Linked DNA regions of Mus musculus: region 2 is linked to region 1. The links are chromatin contacts, called in public Hi-C maps. All regions are on one chromosome and are shown on one strand. The core of a region is the stretch at or near the end of the contact, and the rest is flanking DNA. Distances in the headings are between cores, read along the strand shown.

Region 1 (3,436 bases), core at 475-2,974:
CAATCTCTGCCAAAGTCTAAACCTTCAAGTCCTCATCTCTTTCAACAGCATGTCATCCTTTGGAATTAGTTTTCCTCGACTATGCTGTGACCTCGTCATAGCTGGTGGGCTAAATACAAGTTTGGAATTTGCAGGGTTTCTGGCTGGGAGCCATGTGGCCTCTCTGTCCTGCTTGGCTACTGTGGTTAGCAGTTTTATGTTCACACAGGCCTAGGTTCTGTTCTATGCCCACCATGAGCTAACATGGCTCTTCGGGACGTTCTTCTGACTCGGATCTCAGTTTATTCCTCTGTAAAGGGGGCTGTAGCTGCCTATCTCAGAGAGGCTCCGGGAGGGCAGGGAGCCCCTCCCCCCACAGCACTCTGTAAGGCTTACTGTCTGCCTCTTTGCACATCGGCTGTAGAAGGCTGTTGTGGGCAGGGCTGGGTCTGCTCCCAGTTCAGAGGCTTCTAAAAGTATGTCCAGCCCCCTCATGCTTGCAGCACCTTTGGCCTCTCCGGGCTGGCATGGGGGCTTCAGCAAGGTTGGCTAGCTGGAGCAAACCTTCTCCTTGGACCAGTCAGTCACCCCTGTACCACAGCCCCTTCTGCCTGATTTAGGGCCCAAACCTCTCCCTGTCTCTGCCTCACCAGCCAGCTTCCTTCCTCTGAACCCAGGGCTCCTTGGAGCCCCTATGGCCTCTGATTCTGCTGAGGTCTTGGTAAATTTTTCAGGTCTGCATGGAGGCCCAAGTGCCTGCTTCTGGAAGCAGAGTAGCCTGAGCTTCCTGTACCTTCGGGCCTCCCTGATGCCTGTCCCCAGGAGGCTGCACCGGGAAGCTGGGGTGGGAAGGTACTTGCCTTCAGACTGCAAGGTCAGACTGGTTTCTTCCTGCCAGCAGGAGGCCCTAGGGAGAGAACAGGCCAGACCTTCCTGGGTGGCCAGACCTGCTGCTGCTTGTGGGGTTGCAGGGAATGTCTTGGAAGGAGATTTGGGTTATTTTTTTCCCTAGGCCCACATCCCTTTGCTTTTCCTGTATTTTTGATCTGAGGGGGCCAAAGATCAAGCTGGTCCAAGGGCAGAGAATTGGAAACCTGAGATATCCTTGGAGCTAAGGGCTACCAAGCAAGCATGGAGCTGTGTCTTGAAAGGTGCACAGGGTTTAACGAGGTCTACACAGAGAGCACGTGGGCCTTGGGTGCTAAGTAGATTGTGGATCTGGTCTCTTTCTGCTGGCCGAGAACACCAGATGAGGGACCCCATTTAGTAGCATGCTCCCCATAACATCCTTGCTCCTTTCCGGCCTGGTAGTCTCATTGTCCTTTGGCTCTCACTAGAAGGACACTTTCTACGGAAGGCCTTCCTTGATCGCTGCCATACCCTGGGGGCTCCCTGGCCTTTCCCGTAAAGCTCTTTCCAATATGTTCTCTACCTGTATGACCACTGACAGATGATTGCCTCTGTCACCAGGCTTTATAAGGTTCTTTAGGTCAGGAGACTCAGGGTTTGGTGGTCTCAGCCTCCAGCCTAGTGCTTGGCACAGAGTAGATGCTCACTAAACAGCTATGTGAAACTGAGTAGGACACCAAGCAAAAAGAGGTAGGACTGAGAGCTGCCCAGTGAGGTGTGCACGGTGCCCGGGTGCAGTGAGCCAGGCTCCTTTGTGTCATTAGGCAGCTCTTTAAAGAGCTGTTTGCAGGAACAAAAGCCACACAGCTGCCAGAACCCCAGTGGGTGGTTGGCCTGCTGAAGAGCAATGGACTGAGCCAACTTGTCACACACACACCCCAGGCAGGCTGGTGACCCTGGGGAGTGGAGCCAGCCATGAGCTGGGGGCTGTGGGAAGCAGGACCATTGGTGGGCCCAGTCCTGACCTCACCAAAATTATGTTTCAAACCTGCAAGAGAAAGGGGATATTTTTAACCTTGTTCCATGAAGGCATCCCAGGGGAGCAGGGAGGGAAAGGAGGCAGAAGCCAGGTTGGGGGAGGGGCCTAGAGCAGGGCTGGGGGCTTTCAGAGAGCCCCTGAGAACAGTGTTTCCCCCTTTGTCCCCAACCCTGTTAAATTTTTTAAAAGCTCCAAACAGCAAGAGGGACAGTGGAGTTCATTATATCGAGTTATCTCCTCCGTTTCAGGCGAAGATCAATCTTATGAGTCTTGCAGCTCCAAGGGGGAAGGGAAGAGAAGGAAAATGGGAGGCGAAGGAAAAAAACTCCCTGGACCAATTTCCGCTGGCTAACACGATTACCCGGCTGCCTGGCAGCAGCGCCAGCTGTTGGCAGGCATGCTGGCCCCCTGCCAGCCTCTCTCAGCTGCTGGCTGCCCCAGGGCTCCCTCCCGAGTGGGGTGGGTTGGCAGGTGTGAAAGCCCCACGTGCCCCTTGGTTGGGGCTGCTGAGCGTGGCATCCCAGAGATGCTGCAAGCCCCACTGGTACCTGTCAGTCCCCCACTGTCACAGAACAGCCTGTGCTCGGGGTCCTGCCCTGATGAGGGTGCCTTCCTGCTTCCCACGGGAGACTTTTCCTTCAGAGAGTTAAGTCGCTGATAGCTGGCTCCACTAATTTATTTATTCACTCAACAAACAAGTTTCTGAGGATTCACTTGGCAGCACACAGTTCACACAGAAGTTCAGAGGCGAACAAGGTATCTGTGGTCTGCATTGAGAAAGAGACAGACAAGGGACAGGGACACACATACCCAAGCAGGGCAAGGACAGGTGCAATATAAATGCTGTGAAGGTGTGAAGGTGAGTGGTTAGTATGCCCAGGCACTATACTTGCGGGCTGAGGGGAGGGAGGAGCTTTGCACCAGGAGTAAGATGTCTACAGCCTGAGGCTAGCCCACCTAACAATGGCCAGAGGCCACAGTGATTGGAAGGGGGTTCTGAGAGTGGGGCAAGCCCTGAAGGCGTTATGATGGGTTGCTGATACAGGCAGCCGCAGCATGTCCTGAGTCTGCCGTGGGCTTTGAATTGTTGTCCATAAGAGTTGCCCAATTCCAGCAGGGTGAGAGCAGAGTGGGACAGAGTGGGAGCTGAGTCCTCAGGGACTGGATGTGTTTTAGGAACAATGTCAGTGGCTGGTGATGGTTTGGGTGTGGGTGTGGGGTAAAGAGGAGTCAAGATGGAGGGAGATGTACTTTAGGGTTAAAAATGAAGTTCTGTGTTGGACGGGGCTTCTAGGAGGGCAATGACAAATCGGCTTCTAGTTCTGTAGCTGTGCTCAGGAGACCGGGGCTAGCACGAGGGAGCCAGAGGCAACTGTGTCAAAATCCCAGACCCGAGAAAACCAACCAAGGAGTGAGGGGTCAGGAGAGGGAAGAGGGCCTGTGAACACTGACCTCTGATGTTTGGAGTGAGAGTGACCAGAGGAGAGTAGTCCTGGGAGGCCAGAGATAAGTGTCTACATGTGGGAGAAGCCATCAGCTCATCGGATACCGTCCAAATCTTGCGGACCA
Region 2 (3,372 bases), core at 831-3,330, 110 kb before region 1:
AGTGGGCTCTGGAGAGGAGAACAGTGGGATGCTGAGGAGAAGGGGTCCCTTAGTTCTCCCTCAAAGCTTGGGTGTGTGGGTGTGGGCAGAGGGAGGTGCCCAGAGAGGAGAGAGAGAAAAGGGTCGATCTAGGATTGTGGAAGGGATTCAAGCAGGAAGACACGGGTGGCAGGTGACTAAGATAGACATGCCTCTTGTGGAACGTGACATCTACCAGAAGTAAAGCAAGAGCCTCATGCACAGCCCTTGCTATGCTCCAGGCACTGACATAAGCAAAGGATGAGAGAGGGTAGATGAGCGGACCAGCAACGCAGCTGGAGGTTAGATGGGTGCATCCAGCTGCGGTCAGCCTGGCCCCAGATCTCCTTTCACATGACCTGTCCCAGGGGATGGCAGCTGAGAAAGAGGGTAGAGGAGTTGGCTCCGGCACACTTGCTTTTGGGACTTGGCGCAAATCCTCCCTTCTTTGGCTCATCAGTTTCCCTATCTGAAAGTGAGAATGCTGGCTGCTCCTGGGGGAGGGGGGATTTGTGGGGAGCATCACACATCTGGATGAGATGGTCTTCCAGCTCTGGTTCTCTGAAAAAGCTGGCTGGAGGTGCAAAGGACACCCATCAAGCACTGGGAGAAGGACTGGCCAGCAGCCGCCAGACTGCAACCTCCGCAGCTGAAAGGAGGCTAAGCTCCAGGTCCACTCCCTGCTGCCTCCAAGTGGTAAGAAATGGGTACTGCAGAAGATGGGTCTCACTGTTTTCCCAAATTGGTCCTCCCTGGCTTTGTCTTTGATGGCCAGAAACGGGAAGGGACTTGCTAGCAGGTTGCCCATAGCAGAAACTTAACTGTGGCAAGGCACCTTAGCTCTATTTTCATGGGAAGCTCTGGATCTTCCAGGGAGCCCTCTTACTCTCCTCCAGCAAAAAGCCACCTCTTTCCCTGGGCTCCACCTGCAAGCCAGGTGGTGGATTCCTTGAGATCTCAGGTGCTCTGTCCTGGGGTTTGGAATCTTACACTGGTTGAGCTTATTTTGATCTTCATTTTCCTGGTAAGGAAGCAGGTATGAAGAGGTTGTAACTTGTTAAACACACACTGGTGGAGCAGGATTCAAAACCAAGTCAGTCTATCCTCTGGGAAGAATCCCTCATTTGGGGCCAAAAAAATTGCCCCCATGAACCTGTGATAATCAGCTGGGACTAGGCTATGGGCTCAGGGTCAGCCTTACCACTGTATTGATGTGTAAATGGGTAAGGCCCATTCCTTTGTTCATGAATTTGTGTATGTGTTCATGTGTGCATATCTGTGTATGTGTATGTATATGTGTGTATGTGTGTCTATGTGTGTGCGTGTGTGTCTGTGCATGTGTGTGTGCATGTATGTGTATATTTATGTGTGCACATGTGTTTGTGTGTGTATGCATGCATGTGTCTGTATGTGTGTCTATGTGCATGTATGTGTGCATATCTGTGCATGTGTATGTATATGTGTGTATGTGTATGCATGTGTGCCTGTGCATGTGTATGTTCATGTGCATATGTGTGTGTGCGTGTGCACACATATGTATATGTGTGTATACATGTGTATGTGCACATAGTTGAGCATGTGCATGCATGTGTCTGTATGTGTGTCTATGTGTGCATGTGTGTGTGTCTATACATGTTCTGGACTTCTCAGAGGTCTGTTCTGGTTCTGGACTCAGCACGTTCAGTTGAACAGCTTCTAAGGCATGGGTCCGAGGTTGAGAAAGTGGAAGACCTGACTTGTATCACGCTAGTCCTGCCAAGCTTGCATAGCGATGTTGAGAATGGGGGTGTGTGGGGAAGCTGGTCTGTGAGTGTGGGCACATTCAGGTCTGGAGCTTGTTCCTGGGAGTCTTCTCCTCACTGCCAACCTCAGAGGGGAGTTTTTCTTGGCAGGAAACAGCCTCATCAATCAGCGGCAATGGGGGGCTGACAGGCAGCCCCTCCTCACTGCCGGGGCTTCAGGCAGACTCATAAATCCCACTCTAGGCTGGCTGTAAATTCCTGTGATTCACACCAGCCTCTTGGAGGGCAGAGACATTTAGGGCTGTGGGAGAGGCTTTTCTCTCCTGGGCAGAATAGATGAGCATGGGGAGGAGCCTAGGTCATGGCAGGGCCTCAGGCAGCCTCCCAGGAGTGCAGAGCTTCCTCTCTCAGAGAAGACTTAGGGCATTCTGAGCCACCTCTGTCCAGATATAGGCTCCAGCTGGGTCCTTCAGTGTTCTGACCTAAAGCACACTGAGGCCATATGTGTGCACTTTGGGATCATGAGTGTGCAGTATCTGAGATTCTGTGGGACCTGTGGCCAGAGGCCACAGTGGTCTGTCCTATGTGTCCCTCAGCAAATGGCTCTGACTTTTCACACAGAATTCTCTCCTGGTGACCATGAGGGCAAAGGGGTGCAGGACCTTGTTTGCATCATTTGAATTCCAGGGGTCAGAAATCCAACACTCTTCAGGCAGAGAAGGAACTCAGAGAGTGGCAGCCATTTGTTAAGGTCTGTCCAATCAGGGCTTCTGTTATACTCACACACCCTTGGAACTCTTGTTTGCTTCTTTTTTTCTTTAAGCTGGCTTACAAATTTCAAACATGTGAGTTTGCCTTGTCTTCAACAAGATTTGTGAAACCAGGATGTAATGCCCTAGTTAATGCACAAAAATATATATGCATGTGTAACTCTGCTCCATGCATACAAGTGTATACAGTCATCACTCCTTTCTGGTGACATCAGGAGCCATAGATTCACCCATTTGTGAACTGAAAATATCTGGGAAAAGGTATCATACTGAACATGCACAGATTTTTTTTGGTCATTATTTCATATATAAATACACACACACACACACACACACACACACACACACACACACACACACACACACACATATATGAGGGTGTATTTGGGTTATAGCAAATGCAATGCATTTTGCGCAAGACATACTTTCTAAATGGTTAGGCATTATCATGGGTCACATGCCACTCTGTGAATATTGATTTCTAGTCTTTCCTCATTTTACAGACGAAGAAACCAAGGCCCAGAAGTGTAGGCACCTGCTCAAGGTCACACAGCTGTGGGGTTAGCAGCCCAGCCCAACTGACCTCTAGCCTGGTGTTCATTATTCAGGAATATGTTCCTTGTCCACGGAGGAACTACACTGGGTGTGCAGGTCTTCCTTCCTGCTGAAGCACACTGGGATTTTTGAAGGCTTCTTGGAGACTGTACCCAAATACAGAGGAATACACAGGAAGTGGTTTCTGGAAGCAGGCTAATGGGACGGCATACAAACATCTTGAGTCTCTTGGTGGGACCAAGCACTGACCTCTGCTTAGCCCTCTGCTCTTTCCCCCTTTGTGATTT

What was found. A called contact is a pair of places that touch in the nucleus more often than the background predicts.
Region 2: a Hi-C map of olfactory sensory neurons shows a contact between it and region 1, with 9 times the contacts expected there. The contact joins two enhancer-like sites. A contact is called at or near these places in 15 of 39 promoter capture datasets (the 3T3-L1 cell line, the C10 cell line, the HPC-7 cell line and 9 more), 18 of 484 Hi-C or Micro-C datasets (B cells, the CH12 cell line, the HL-1 cell line and 12 more), 2 of 115 datasets of contacts at active chromatin or transcription factors (heart atrium and oligodendrocyte precursor cells) and 1 of 9 other capture datasets (adipose tissue).

Annotation. Positions count from the first base shown.
Region 1 is chr9:56,726,774-56,730,209 of GRCm38.p6, reverse strand. It overlaps a transcript of Lingo1 not described here. Among named protein-coding and RNA genes, the nearest start is that of Gm31586, 68 kb to the left of the region's middle. Within about 2 kb of position 1,724, at least 22 of the 459 cell types and tissues checked have an H3K27ac peak or open chromatin away from gene starts, as enhancers often do. A contact at or near this core is called in olfactory sensory neurons, where this site is marked.
Region 2 is chr9:56,841,124-56,844,495 of GRCm38.p6, reverse strand. No RefSeq gene overlaps it. Among named protein-coding and RNA genes, the nearest start is that of Odf3l1, 11 kb to the left of the region's middle. Within about 2 kb of position 2,080, at least 27 of the 459 cell types and tissues checked have an H3K27ac peak or open chromatin away from gene starts, as enhancers often do. A contact at or near this core is called in olfactory sensory neurons, where this site is marked.